3 separate regions of the Mus musculus genome follow, and regions 1 and 3 are each linked to region 2. Evidence: chromatin contacts called from public HiChIP or PLAC-seq and promoter capture Hi-C data. All regions are on one chromosome and are shown on one strand. The core of a region is the stretch at or near the end of the contact, and the rest is flanking DNA. Distances in the headings are between cores, read along the strand shown. Region 1 holds the start of Phf2 (PHD finger protein 2). Region 2 holds the start of Kif13a (kinesin family member 13A). Region 3 holds the start of A330033J07Rik (RIKEN cDNA A330033J07 gene).

Region 1 (4,507 bases), core at 672-3,171, 1.9 Mb before region 2:
CAGAGGCCTGGGGTAGGGTCTGTACTGCTGTATAGCTCAGCAGCTTCGGGAGGGCTCTGAGAATCAGGGTACCTGATCCCCAAGCACAGGGGCAGCTGTAGTGGGCACAGCTGGCTGCCAGAGAGAATGTCAGAAGATAAGGAGAGTAAATGGAGGCACCCAGTGGTCAGTACCCCACCAGAAGGAGAACAGGCTTTCTGGGGGAAAGGTGAGGTGAGAGGAACAGGTTCGGGACTTGGGCAGGGGTGTCCTCTTCCCTTGCTCCCTCTGCCCCCACCTTTGGTAGGCTACTTCCCTTCTGCATTTAACTGCTCTGAGCTTCAGTTTTCACTTCTGCTGAATGACAACTGCACCACCTCTTGGGGAGAGTGCCTTAGGTAACAGGGCAGTGCCTACCCCACCAGGACACATGCCTGGTGACAGGGACAGGGGATTAACAGCTGTTTCTTGCCTTGTAAGGGGAAGGACCATCCAGTACAGAGGAGACCCAAGGGGACAGCTGGAGTTCAGGCAGGTAGCTTGAAATGAATTCATTGTGTACAGGTTGACGGGGTAACCTGTCTGCGCCCCCCGCCCCAATTTCCTATCTCCCCTGCCACATGTGTGCCCTTAGGTTACACAGTGCTTGCCCTGGTTCGGATCCTGATTTGTGGCCCTGGGTTTACCTATTTGGGAAGGGTGGGGGTTGGTTGAGGGCAGATTCCATAACAGGCTATCCTCTGAGTTGCCAGCAATGGAGCTGATTGGCAGCCGCACTCTGGGCAGGGATAACTGGGACTCTGCCTTGTCAAGGTAAGCAGAGGTCTGAAACTCTGGAATGTATCTGCAGAGACTAGCATCTCCACGTATTGTGTGGGGACAGGCAAAGGGGAAGCAGATCTAGCAGACAGCTTTCTTCCTAAATATATGGCCCTGCTCATCAGGGTCGACCTGGGTAGGGGACAGAGAAGGACCCTCATTCATATCTCACCAACCAACCAAACAACCAACCAACCAACCAACAAAAAAGCTCTAAGCAGGACAGGTGAGACCAGGGAGCCAGTTCAGAGCAAGACTGCAGGGGCGAGAGCGACAACATAACCCCTTGTCTTCCCCAGCAGTCCTGTGGCTCAGTTGCGACTCACTGGACTGTCCTCCGCTCCTAAGGTCTGTGGGTCTATGGGTTGTAATAAGGGGTCCTGGGCGGCACCAATCCCAGGTAAGCTGTGTCCTACAACAAACAGTTCACTCTCGGGTCCCCTGACTTTTGCCGGAGCATCGGGAAAGTTCACCGGATCGTACGAGGAAGCAAGGCAGCCCCCAGCTAGAAAGAAGGGGAAGGGGAGGTTATTCAAAAGCCAGCAACTCAGTCGCAGTTCGGGATGGGAGGGAGGCTGCCGGGCCCAGGAAGAGGAGGAAGATCCCCCTGTCCATCCCACTTCGGGGTCAGAAGAAAGTTAAGGCCAAGGAGTTGCTTCTGGCTAAGGCAGGGCTGTGCGAACTGTGTTCACGTAGTCGGGGGCAGGGGGCTCCGCGGCTCGTCTCCCTGGGAGTCCCGGGGCCACCCTCTCCCGCGGGGTGCCCCCGAGCCCGGCTGCTGGCTCCCCCAGGCCCGCGGCCCACCTTCTACCGCGGCCCGCCTTCCCGGCGGCGGGAGCGGGGCCCAGGCCGGCGGGCGGAGGCGGCGCCACCCGGGGCGCTGACGTAGCGGCCGCTCGGCGGCCGGGGGTCCCTTCGGTGGGGCCGCGGCTCCCCGCCCGCCGCCCCCGCGCGTCCATTCGCTTTGTGTCCCGCGCGCGGCCGGGCCCCCCGCGCACTCTCAGCCCTGCGCCCCGCGGCCCGGCGGGCGGCTCCCGGCGCGGCCCCAGCAGCCCGCGCCGGCATTGTGTGGACGCGCCCGGCCGCGAGCGCGCGCGCGGGCCCTGCCGAGCGCCCCCGGCCCCGTCCGCTCCGGCCGCGGCGCCCGCGCCCGCCGCCCCCGCCGCCCTCGCCGCGCGGCCCCCGGCCCGGCCCGGCCCGACCCGGGCAGCGCAGCGGCGGGGCGAGCGGCGGCGCGGCAACATGGCGACGGTGCCCGTGTACTGCGTCTGCCGGCTGCCCTACGACGTTACCCGCTTTATGATCGAGTGCGATGCCTGCAAGGACTGGTTCCACGGCAGGTGAGCGCGCCGCGGCCCGCCCGGCCCACCGAGCCCCGCGCCCTGGTCGCGCGCCCCGGGCCCCGCCGGGCACCGCAGCCGCGTTCGGCCGCCGGGCCGCGCGCCCTTTTGTGCCCAGGGCGGGGGCGTACGGCCGCCGCGCACAAAGCGAGGCCCGTGGCCGGGGCGGGCGAGGGGCGCGGGGAAGTTGGGGCTCCGGCCGCGATGGGGCTGGGACCCGGTCGTCTGACAGCGGGGCCGCAGTGGCCGCGGAGGCCAGGAGCCGGACGAGGCCCAGGCCCGGGGCCCCCGCCGCCAGCCCCCTGCGAAGTTGCAGGAACTTTCCCCGCGCGGGCTCGGGGCGGCCGGGCCGGGAGAGGCGGGCGCGCGGCCCGGCGCGGGTCCCCCGAGAGGCGCGACTGGCGGGCTCCGGAGCTGGCAGGGCTCGGGTGGACCGGGGGAACGGTAGCGAGGTAGCGGCCAGTGCCCCCCGTCTGTGCTGGATCCCGGGAACCCCCTCGGGACTGTGTCCTGGCGGGCAGGACCCCACCGGGGACCCCGCGTGCCTACTGGCTCGGGCCGGCCTGCGGGCCTAGGCGGGAGTGCAGTGACAGACCGACGTGAGTGTCTGTGTGTTGGGGTGGGGGTGTTGTGGCTTGGCCGCTCATTTCCTGGCCTGCTCGGCTCCCCATTTCCCTCCTCTCTGCTTCAGGCAGAGGAACCCCAGTTTTGACATGACCTTATGCTCTTTAAGGAAGATGGGGAGGAGGGAAAGAGGTAAGCTTGGAGATACTAAACCCGCCCTCTGGGCCCTTGCCGGTGGCCATGACCTGGCCTTGTGTCTACTTTTTAAGAGCCTAAGTCCCTTCCTACTTAGAAGTAAGAGGAGGAGAAAGAGGTGATCATCCTGCTTAAACTGCTCCAACAGGTTCTCTTGTGTTTGACTTTGCCTGTGGGATGTGCTTGGGCCTCAAGAGGGCTGGCCTGAAGCTGGACAGGTCTGTCTGTCCCCTGGGTGTGAGTTTTTAACAGCGAGTAGCAGGCTGGAGGGAGAGAACGGTGTGTGGTTCTGGACCGTCCCTGACCTTCCTTCTAGAGAGAAGACCCTTCTGATATCTCACATCCAGGATCTTTAGGGAGTCTTGAAAAAGAGCTGTGGTCTCTGGTCTAGTCATCTTTAAGTGTTGGGAGCTAGGTGGCCAGGATTTGATGGGCCTTCTCACATCTGTAGGCCCTGGGACAGAGGCCCACTCTTGTAGGGCAACCTGGCTGGCCTTACGAGGGGTGGTCCTGTATGGCTCACTGGAATCCCTCGAGTATCTTGTGTTGCCTCCCCCAAATATCTAGGGTTGTGGAGAGCACTCAGAGTTGTGTGACCCCTGGGCTCTGCTCCAAAACAGGGCCACTATAAACAGCCACCAACTGGCATCCATCTCGAAGGGTTTGTGGCCAGATCACAGTGGGTGATAGCCCGGAGGCCTCTCCAAATCCAGAAACGCTGGGAATCTGGACTTGAGTAGCCCTGAGAGTGGTGGCACCCCTTCTTCCTGTCTCAATCCAAGACCTATAGCACCTCTGGTTACCTGTCAGCTGGGCTGCTGCCGAGGCAGAGAAGGGGGTGGGGGGGTGAGATAATGAGTCTTGATGCTGGAAGAGGTTTGTTGTTTATTGTTTGCTTTGGTTTTGGAGGTCTAGTCACCTTACTGTTTCTCTGAGGATTTTGATTTGCTCTGAGACAGGCAGTTGATTAGCACAGCTACATTTGCATGTATTTGGGTCTGTGGGCAGTAAAAGGGACCCTTCACAGCAGGTGGTTTCTTAAGCTCCAGTGCACCATGAGTTACCCCTCTTCCTGGGGCTAGAGCTCTCCCTAGCTTTGTGCAGGATCAAGGGTTGGGGCCTGAGGTCAGGCAGGGAGGGAAAGGCTGGGGCCTCTTCCTGCTCCTGTAGCCTGGACCAGATCCCTGGGCCCCTCTCAAGTCTCTCTTGTTCAAGAGTGGAAGGCGTGTGGTCAGCTCCCTGTGTGTCTCTCCCCCTCCAGTTATTCTTGGAAGACCCCTGATGGTTCTCGTCAGAGCTATGTAGCACCTGGATTGTTAATTCCCTCCGAGTTTACATTTTACCTCACGTCTGAACAGCTTGTCAGATTTTACACTTTTGATCTTGAGGAAACAAGACTTACTGAAGAAATTTTTAAAATGGCATCCCCGGGAGTGGTAGAGCATGTGTATAATCTAAGCACCAGGGAGGTTGAAGGCAGGAATATCAAGAGTTCAAGGCCAACCTTGGTTATGCATTGAGTTGGAGGTCAGTCAGCCTTGGGTATCTGAGACCCTGTCTCAAAAGAAGCACCAACGGCTGGTGAGATGGCTCAGCAGGTGAAGGCTTAA
Region 2 (4,106 bases), core at 242-2,741:
GTGTGTGTGTGTGTGTGTGTGTGTGTGTGTGTGTGTGTGTGTGTGTGAGAGAGAGAGAGAGAGAGAGAGAGAGAGAGAAATATTTGAAGAGCGGAATGAATGGAGGGACAGAGAAGGCGGGTAGCACTAGGAACCCAGGAGGCAGACTGCTGTATGACCCTCCGAGGTGACCTGAGTTCGTTGGTCGCCAGAATCAAGGTGAGAGAGACTAAGGAACAGCAGCGGAAGCACTGCTTCAAGTCAGGCTTCCTGGGAGCCGGAGGTGTGACTCAGTGGTACAGCGGTAGACCGCATGTGCAAGTCAGTCGCATCACGGGGCACCAGTTGGTGACAGACGGAATCCCTCCTATTTAGACCACCTGCTACACGTGGTTTACCATAATAAGTATCTCTCCTCCCTCAGTGTGGCTTCTGGAGACCAGAGCCAGCGAAGTTGTTCCTGCTTGTGTGTGGTCTCTACAGTACGGCACGCAGTAAGCACCCCATAAAACTCCCCATAAAGCAGTTCGTGAATGAGTGAATTTGGACCTTCATGCCATAGTGAGATTCCCCACCGGATCCAAACTGTTAAGACTTGGAGCACTTTTCAAAAACGCCTTGGCACCACGGAAGCGCCGCCCTCAAGCACTTGTTGAACCAAACAGAGCAAATCCGCTTCCTTCGGTTCCGCCCAGGCTGGGAGGTCTGGCTTTGGCAAAAGCGCGGATCGCGCTGCTGTGCCTTTCTTACGTAAGAGTTAATGAACCCTCCCGGCCATCTAGATCCCTCCCATTACAAGGGCGCAAGGGAAAGAAAATGAGCGCCGTATTTACAAACACACGGTTTTGGTGGTCCATTGCAAATTCATGTCTAGCCTTGGCTCCCCACAAAGAGCTTCCAACACCGCGGCAAAGCTCGGTGTGGGGCGCCGAGGGGCGGTGCGCTGTGGATGTCAGTGGAGGCGGAAGGATAGCGTGGATTAGGCCTGCGCACCCGGCACCCTCTCCAATGCCCCCCAGACCGCCCCAGGGCCCCGGCTGTGAGGGTGACAGCGGCCCCTGAAGGTGACTCGAGCTCCAGGAGGTGTCTGTGACGTCCCCCGCAGGCTCAGGAACAGGGGAAGCCAGGGGCTCCTTCTCCAGGCCCAGCAGCCCGGAGCCCGAACGCCTTTGCAGAGCGTCCCTTCCCGTGTCCCGGCTGCCCTGAGGCCGGAGACGCTCGCCTTTGTAAAGCGCCCCTTCCCGGTCTGCAGCGGCCTTACAGCCCGGGCGCGGCCCCCGGAGCGGAAGATGGCGACGCTGCCCGGCTCCCGGCGGCCGCGAGGGGCCGCGGTGCTGCGCGCTCGGCCCGGCCCGAGCGGCTAGAGCGGCGCTTGGGCCCGCGGCCTCCTCCCGCTGCCGCGCCCCGCCCCGCGCCCGCCCCTCCCCGGGCCCGGCCGTGCCCCGCGTCGCGCTCCCCCGGGATGGCCCGCGCGCCTCGGCGCTGCGTCTCGGAGCTCTCGGCGGAGCGGCGGCGGCCGCGCTCGGGGGGCGCGCGGCTGCTGCTGCGGCGGCGGCGGCGGCGCGGCGCTTGAAGGGGCCGCGTCGGGCGGAGCAGCGCGCCGCCAACATGTCGGATACGAAGGTAAAAGTTGCCGTCCGGGTCCGGCCCATGAACCGAAGAGGTGAGCCGCTCTCCCCAGCTCCTTTTGCATTTCTGCTCCGGCCGAGGGCGGGGGGCAACTTTGCAAACTGCAGGGCGGCCGGGGATCGGGGACACCGGTGTGGCCCGGCGTGGCCCCGGGTGGAGGCGGCGCCCAGGCTCTGGCCGCGGCCACTATGTGCCCGGGGCGCCGTCTCCCTGCCTGCCCGGACTGAGCCACGCGCGCCGGCTGCGGCCGCGGATGCTCCACTTTGCAACATCACCCTGCCCCTGTGCTTTCAGAGCTGGAACTGAACACCAAGTGCGTGGTGGAGATGGAAGGGAACCAGACGGTCCTGCACCCTCCTCCTTCCAACACTAAGCAGGGAGAAAGGTAAATCCCATCCCGGCGGCTCCTGCCAAGTTTGAGCCCGGAAAAACCGAGTGCGCTCTCCCATTGTTAGCAAGGGTGGCTTCAAGTTTGTCCCACGCTCATGCGGAAAGCGGTTGCAAGTGCAGGGTCCCCTCCCCTCCTTGTGCCCATCACTTCTTGTCCCCTCTCATCCAGAGCGATGTCTCCCAGGCAGGGAACCCTGGCCAGAGTCAGCACTCTGGCTTCCAGGCTCCTAGAACGTGAAGGGACCGGATGGAGATGTGTAGCCCAGGCCACATCTTAACACCTAGGAAAGACGTTATCTGAAGCGTGCAAATGACCAATCCAAGGCCTTATTGATGGAGTTCAGCTCCAGCGATTCTTACGTTGTTTGCCCCTTTTCGCAGAACTGCTTAGGATGTTGTATATGAAATGGGGGCTGGGAGCCTAAGAAATCAAACACCCAAGTACAAGGCTAGGGTCATTTAAAATCTGTATGTAGGTTGTTGGAGGTGGTGAGTTGAGATGGTGTCTGAAAGTAATTCGGGAATTTTGATTTTCGAGGAAACAGACAGAGTGCTGATACGGAGCTGTTTAGACACTGGGATGGGGGAATGTTAAAAGGGGCTGCATTTTCTAGATGGCAAGGCATTTGCATTTGAAAAGTCCTGACTGTGGGATCCTTATTAATTCTACTGTGTTCCATGCAATGGTATGGGAAAACGCCCTAAAATAGTGTGAATATTTGGCATTTTTATGGTAAGCCCCTGAGAAGAAATTGGTTGGGATTCATTCGTTATGGCATTGTAGGACCTTATAAAAATAGAAAAGAAAACCGGGATTCCGATTCGGCTTGGAAATGAGTACGAGTTTGACCCTGAAAGTCACCTGTTGGTTGATGAGCTCCATAATGAGTGGATTTTTGCTCTTTAAAGTTTCCCTGAAACCCAATTGTGAGTAGGGTTTGTTACTTTATTGCTAAGCGAGGCAGCTGCTTCCTTCTATAATCATACCCCACTGCAGCCCAGCCTTGCTAATTTTGGGGGTCAGATTGTTATGAGGGATAAGAATGGGGAATTCTTTCCTTTTTGTATTGAGCCCAGAGTGCTCCATTGACTTCGCAAACATTCTGCATTTCCTAGCAGATAGTCACTATAGCAGATTCTTATACTAACTTAATGGCTAAGTTATCTTAAAGATGTGTATAGATCTTTACATACAGTAATGGATGTATCCTTGGACAGTATTTTTGGACATGTTAAAATATTTTACAGTATATGTAGGCATATGGATAATAGTATAAAAGGTATATTTTATGGTGGGCATTAGTAAATTTGTTGAATAAACTAATTAAATAAGTGCCTATGCCATATCACTATTTTATTTGTCTTTCAAAGCTGGATCTTGTCATATTATTTCAGAAGACTATCTCTTTGGCTCTGGTTCGCCAAGGCAGCCTGGGGGGAACAGGTAGACTATTTTAGCTTCTCCTAGGAAGCCAAGGCTTCAGTTTCCCCGGCTTGGTGTTGCTTTTCAACCCCCCCCCCCCGCCCCGTTCTTTTAATACTTTTAACCATATATGTGTTTGTTGTACATGAGTGGGTGTGTCCATTCATTCATCCATTCATCCACTCATTCATTCATTCTGAGCTCCAGGGTATGGAGCCCAGACCGGTAGGCAGGGTAGGCATGTGCTCCCAACCAATGGCATCTGCTCTCCTTGTCACTCTTAAACCCTAGGGAATGCCACTGTTGCCTGCTGTTGAGTGAGGTAAAACCTTGCCATTTGTCTATAGGAAAAGCTTTAGTTTGGTGGGATTTGAAGAGAATTGATAACTCTGGCTAGTCGGTGGTAAACACTAAAATATCACATGGTCGTTCCTTGGGCCGCTGTGTTAGATCCTTTTAAGTGAGGACCCGTGGAATGTGACCTGGACATTTATCCGTTGGCGTGCTGACTCGGGTAGACCCCTATCCGGAGCTGGAAGAATAGGACTGAACTGTGGGGTGCTCTCTGGTTGTGGGCTGACAGATGGAACTCTTCTTCGTGTGATTGACCGGCCCTCTCTGGGTCTGGCCGTGTATTCACTGGCCGTTCGGTTTCCAGACCAGAGAGGAATCAACACAAGGGTGC
Region 3 (4,289 bases), core at 1,459-3,958, 1.3 Mb before region 2:
CAATGCCGTTTTAAACTCTGCCTAACAGCTTAGGTAGGGTTCAGCAGTCAGGCATGCCAAGCGCATAGTCCCAGGGAAGGGCACACACGTGACACAATCCCTCTGAAATTAAACTGCCAAAAGGCAAAAAGTGCCCTTTTTAATAACAAAGAATGCAGTCCTTAGAATCCTTGAGATCCGGAATTCCATCAGTGATCTAGTGCTTTCTTCCTGATGCACGAGTAGTATGAGCAATATAAAACAACCAAGCACAAACCTCATCCAAAAGCGGCCCTTTGACTTTATAAGGTTCAACACCAAATTCTAAATAGACTGGAGACCAGGGAAGGAGATGAGGGGCAAGCCCTGGGGTGGGAGGTGGACAGAATCGCACAGGTTTTATAGAAACCCTCCATGAATTTTTAACCTCGCACTCATTTTGACCCTTTTCGTTGAGTTATCCCCCCTAGCTGACAGCTAGGAACTGTGACATTTCAGATCCCCATAAATATTTGACTTTGACTTCATAAAAAGTCCCTTGGGTCTATAATACTTTTATTCTTGTATAATCTGAAACAAATCCTTTTCCTTTTAAAAATCAAACAGAGCACGTTTACACACAGTTCACTATTTACAAAGCACCCAATTAAATCCCACTTAATTCTCCCACTCTTAAAAATTCCATCTAACTGGTATGTAAAATACCCATTACATTAAATGTGTGATGTTCATAAACCCTGGAGTTCTCAGCTCACCTAGAATATATGATTTTTCCCGGAAGGGAAGAAGGGTCCTTAGTCAATCCTATAGCGTTAAGAAATCACATCAGAAGTCACAGTACAAGACAGATAAATCTACTTTTAATTTTCACATGTAAAAGTTACACATCACATGGAATTGGACAGTAGCTTAGTGGTGACTGACATCGCTATAGTGAAAATCATTTTTTTATAGAAAAATAATCTAGATGTGGTCATCAGAATTTTTGGTCTACTTAAGTTAATATTTGAAGATCGACTTTTATCCCTGCTTGAAGGATTTTCCAGTATGTTTTTTTTTTCTTTTTTTTTTCTCCTACTGATGCCTATTAATATTCTTTGGAGGGAAGAGGGCAGAAAATGTCCGTTTCCAAGAGTTTGTCCTTTGGTAGCAAGCAGAGAACATTTTTCATTTCTATGATTTAAATAATCTGTACAGATATGAAACTTCATGACATTATGCTTTAGTGTAAAATGAAGGGCGAGCATTTTCACTTTGAAAAGACAGCAGTTCTGTAGACTTCTTAAAGGTCCAAGCATTTCTCCATCCTATATGCGAATTCACTCAGAATCTATTTTTGACCTCAGTTCAAAAAGAATAATAATAATAAAAACCCCACACACTTAATTCTTTATATATTACACTATAAAACCCTGTACTTAAAACCCGAGAAGGTAGGTTTTTACCATGTACACGTCAAATACAAAGGTTTCCATCTAGGTTAAAGAAAGCACATTTGAAAGGACTCGTAACTGGTTTATTTTGTGATTGAACACCTCATGCAATCATGCAAGACCAGTACCAGAGAGCTGTTACCTCTGAGCCTCAGAAACTGGATACTGGGCAAAACAAAACAAAAAAACCAAATCAACAGCCTGGCCAAACAGAAAACATCCAGATAGCAAAAGCTCTGCAAGGGAGCTGAAAAATAATTTTCCAAAAGAAATATTCCCATCGATTTTAAAAAAACAGACACATAATATTTACAAAAAATATTTAATTAAAAATATCTTATAATTACAGTAGTCTATTAAAGCGCATATACTTTCTCACACTTATAGAACATCTCTATATATACAGGGTATGAAATGTCACTCACTTATCTATACAATATGTAACATTCTTGCAGAGAAAAAGTTCCCCGCCCTGTTATAATCATCTATTTTAAACAATAGATGTAAAACAACATATCTACAGTGCTCTGGTATATTAGTAAAGCTTCAAAAACAAAAACAGTTCCCTTGTCACAATGTAGCCTCTAAGGTTGGATTCACGATTGCTCTTCTACTTAGCAGTCTGGTCGACAACACTTAAGCTTCGAAGTTTAACTGCACCTTCAAAAGGGTGATAAAAATAACCACAGAAACGTACAATTCACAGCGGTCATAAAAGAAGAAACGAAAGAGAATACGTACGGTGAATGCTCGTGAACGTGCAAAAAAAGTAAAAGTGAATTTAAGTTTTATTTTTCCCCTTCTCTCTCTCTCTCTCTCTCTCTCTTGGAATGACAAGACGAGACGACGTTTCTAGATTTGCTGAAGATTTCCCCCCCTTTCCTCCGGTGGCTTGTTTCTCTTAATTTCTGCTCTGGCCCTCCCTTCCTAGGGCTCCTGGCTCGCTGGTGCTCAGGCGGCCGCACACCTGTGGAAGAGGAATGAATAGAGGGGGTGTGTGAACCTTCTCGCTGCAGACTAACTGGCGCCACCGACCAAACTCAAGACATGCATGATCAACAACCCAAAACAAACCGCCGGGTCAGGCAACACCCGCAGCCCGAAGCTCAGCCAAGTGCCCAGGAGGCAAATGCGGGCTGGGGAAGGCCAATGGACAACGTTCGGGGCGCTCTGCCCACATCCCTCTTTGTGGATGTCAGGCCGCTCAGCTGGGCATGAAGGGGAGGGAGGAGGATTGGGAGATCTTGGGACACTGGGATAGTTTCTACGGTCACGAGGGTGTCCTCTCAGAGGTAGAGGAGACCAGCAGAGCCTGTCGGTCACAGGCAGAGGAACGAGGGCGGCGGGGACCACAGCTGATGAGGCTCCGCAGAGAGTGATCCCCCCCCCCCGAGTTGGAAAGCTAAGTGGACTGTCTCGCTAACTGGGTGGCAGAGAGGTATGGGTGTCCCCGGGGCTTTTACGCTTCGAAATGCTAGGGGACAAAGATCGCAGCAGTGCCTGGCACCGGCAGCCCCTGGGGAGGTGCGAGCATGGTAGCCCACTAACCATTCGGGGACCTGAGCGCTCACCTGGCCATCCATCGCAGCTCAGCGGCAGAGAATGCTGTCACCCTGCTTGTTCACGGCGCCGGCCTGGAACAGCAACCCAACACCAAGGGGAAAAACGGTTAGAGTGCGCATATCACAGTGTCGCCACCACCCAGGAGACGTCCTGGAAAACTAGGCAGGCGAGCAGAGTCCCCACCCGAGCCCGAAGCTGGGGAAGCCTCCTGTGATGCAAGGGACACTCCGGAGACGCAGGGCTCCAAGTCCCAACCGCCCTCGGCTCAGGGACCAGTGGATCACCAAGCCCAGCAGGCGGCTCTCGGTGGAGACGGGAGAAGCGGCTGTCATTCCCTGAGAGGAGCAAGACCACCCGTATCTCGCCGCCCCGCCACCTTTCCCGCGATGCCCAGGGTGCCCCGCCAAGGCTTCTCACCGGGTCAGTGTTGAGCGCGGTGAGTGGGGTCCGCGGCGGCGCGACCGGACAAGCCCCGGCCGGGTGGAGAGGTGGCGCGGGCGGTGGCGGCTGTCTCAGCAAAGCAGGGTGAGTCTCCAGCGCCAGCTGCAGGTCCAGGATGTAGTCGATAACGTGCTGCAGGATCTCCACTTTGCTGACTTTCTTGTTGGGCGGGATGGTAGGCACGAGCCTCCGCAGGCGACTGTAGCAGTCGTTCATATCGCACTGCAGGCACAGCGCCGGCTCATCGGCCGCCGCCTCGGCCGCCTTGCAGCGCGCGGCCGCCGCAGCGGCGGCGGCGGCTGCCGAGCCACCCAGGCTGTGGCCGTGCTCCGCCAGGCAGCGTAGCGCCAGCTCCCCGCCGCCGCAGCCCGACGGCGCCTTGCGGCCCGAGGGGCGCACCGGGCTCACCGCCTTCATCGCGCGCTTCCTGCGCGAGAGGACCGCGACAAGCGGTAGAGCGAGCTCCGGGTCCCCGCCCGCAATTTGCTTTGCTCCCCTCTCCTGCGCGTCCGGCGCTCGCAGCACCCGGCGGCTCCGAGCTCCAGAAATCGACCGGAGAGCTGCTCGGGGTTTTGGAAAGGGTATCTCAGGTTTTTGTTTTTTTGTTTTTTTTCTTTTTTTGTGAGCGACAATCGGCCCGAAGCAAAAGACAAGAAAAATCAAAAGCCCCGGAAAATAAAAAAAGTAGCCCACCCTGGTCCCTGAGCCGTTCCCTTCTGAGCTTCGACTAAGGTGGATCGCCCGGTGACTGCCCCCCCTCAAAGTAACGACTTCCAACCGCGCCTCCCAGCTCAACAGCGTCGCTCGGCTCCGGCACAGCAGTATTTGTAGAGCCGCGCGCCTTGGGGGCGGGGCCAGCGCGCGGGCCGGGTC

What was found. Promoter capture Hi-C pulls out the DNA fragments that hold promoters and counts their contacts. HiChIP or PLAC-seq counts read pairs in DNA pulled down with a chosen protein or histone mark.
Region 1: a FOXA1 HiChIP or PLAC-seq map of pancreatic cancer cells shows a contact between it and region 2. The contact joins the promoter of Phf2 here to the promoter of Kif13a in region 2. A contact is called at or near these places in 2 of 39 promoter capture datasets (cranial neural crest and liver) and 1 of 115 datasets of contacts at active chromatin or transcription factors (pancreatic cancer cells).
Region 3: a promoter capture Hi-C map of liver shows a contact between it and region 2, with 2.1 times the contacts expected there. The contact joins the promoter of A330033J07Rik here to the promoter of Kif13a in region 2. A contact is called at or near these places in 2 of 39 promoter capture datasets (hippocampal neurons and liver).

What each region holds. Positions count from the first base shown.
Region 1 is chr13:48,868,299-48,872,805 of GRCm38.p6, reverse strand. It overlaps Phf2 (PHD finger protein 2), which reads left to right and starts at 1,921. Exons shown (of 22, transcript NM_011078.3): 1 at 1,921-2,138. The coding sequence starts at 2,041. Phf2os1 (a long non-coding RNA gene) reads right to left here and starts at 1,855. Exons shown (of 2, transcript XR_003950516.1): 1 at 1,603-1,855.
Region 2 is chr13:46,927,103-46,931,208 of GRCm38.p6, reverse strand. Kif13a (kinesin family member 13A) reads left to right here and starts at 1,491. Exons shown (of 38, transcript NM_010617.2): 1 at 1,491-1,642; 2 at 1,903-1,993. The coding sequence starts at 1,588.
Region 3 is chr13:48,261,042-48,265,330 of GRCm38.p6, reverse strand. It overlaps A330033J07Rik (RIKEN cDNA A330033J07 gene), which reads left to right and starts at 2,708. Exons shown (of 3, transcript NR_102303.1): 1 at 2,708-3,411. Id4 (inhibitor of DNA binding 4) reads right to left here and starts at 4,215. Exons shown (of 3, transcript NM_031166.3): 1 at 3,393-4,215; 2 at 2,984-3,046; 3 at 1-2,379. The coding sequence starts at 3,833. The coding sequence ends at 3,002.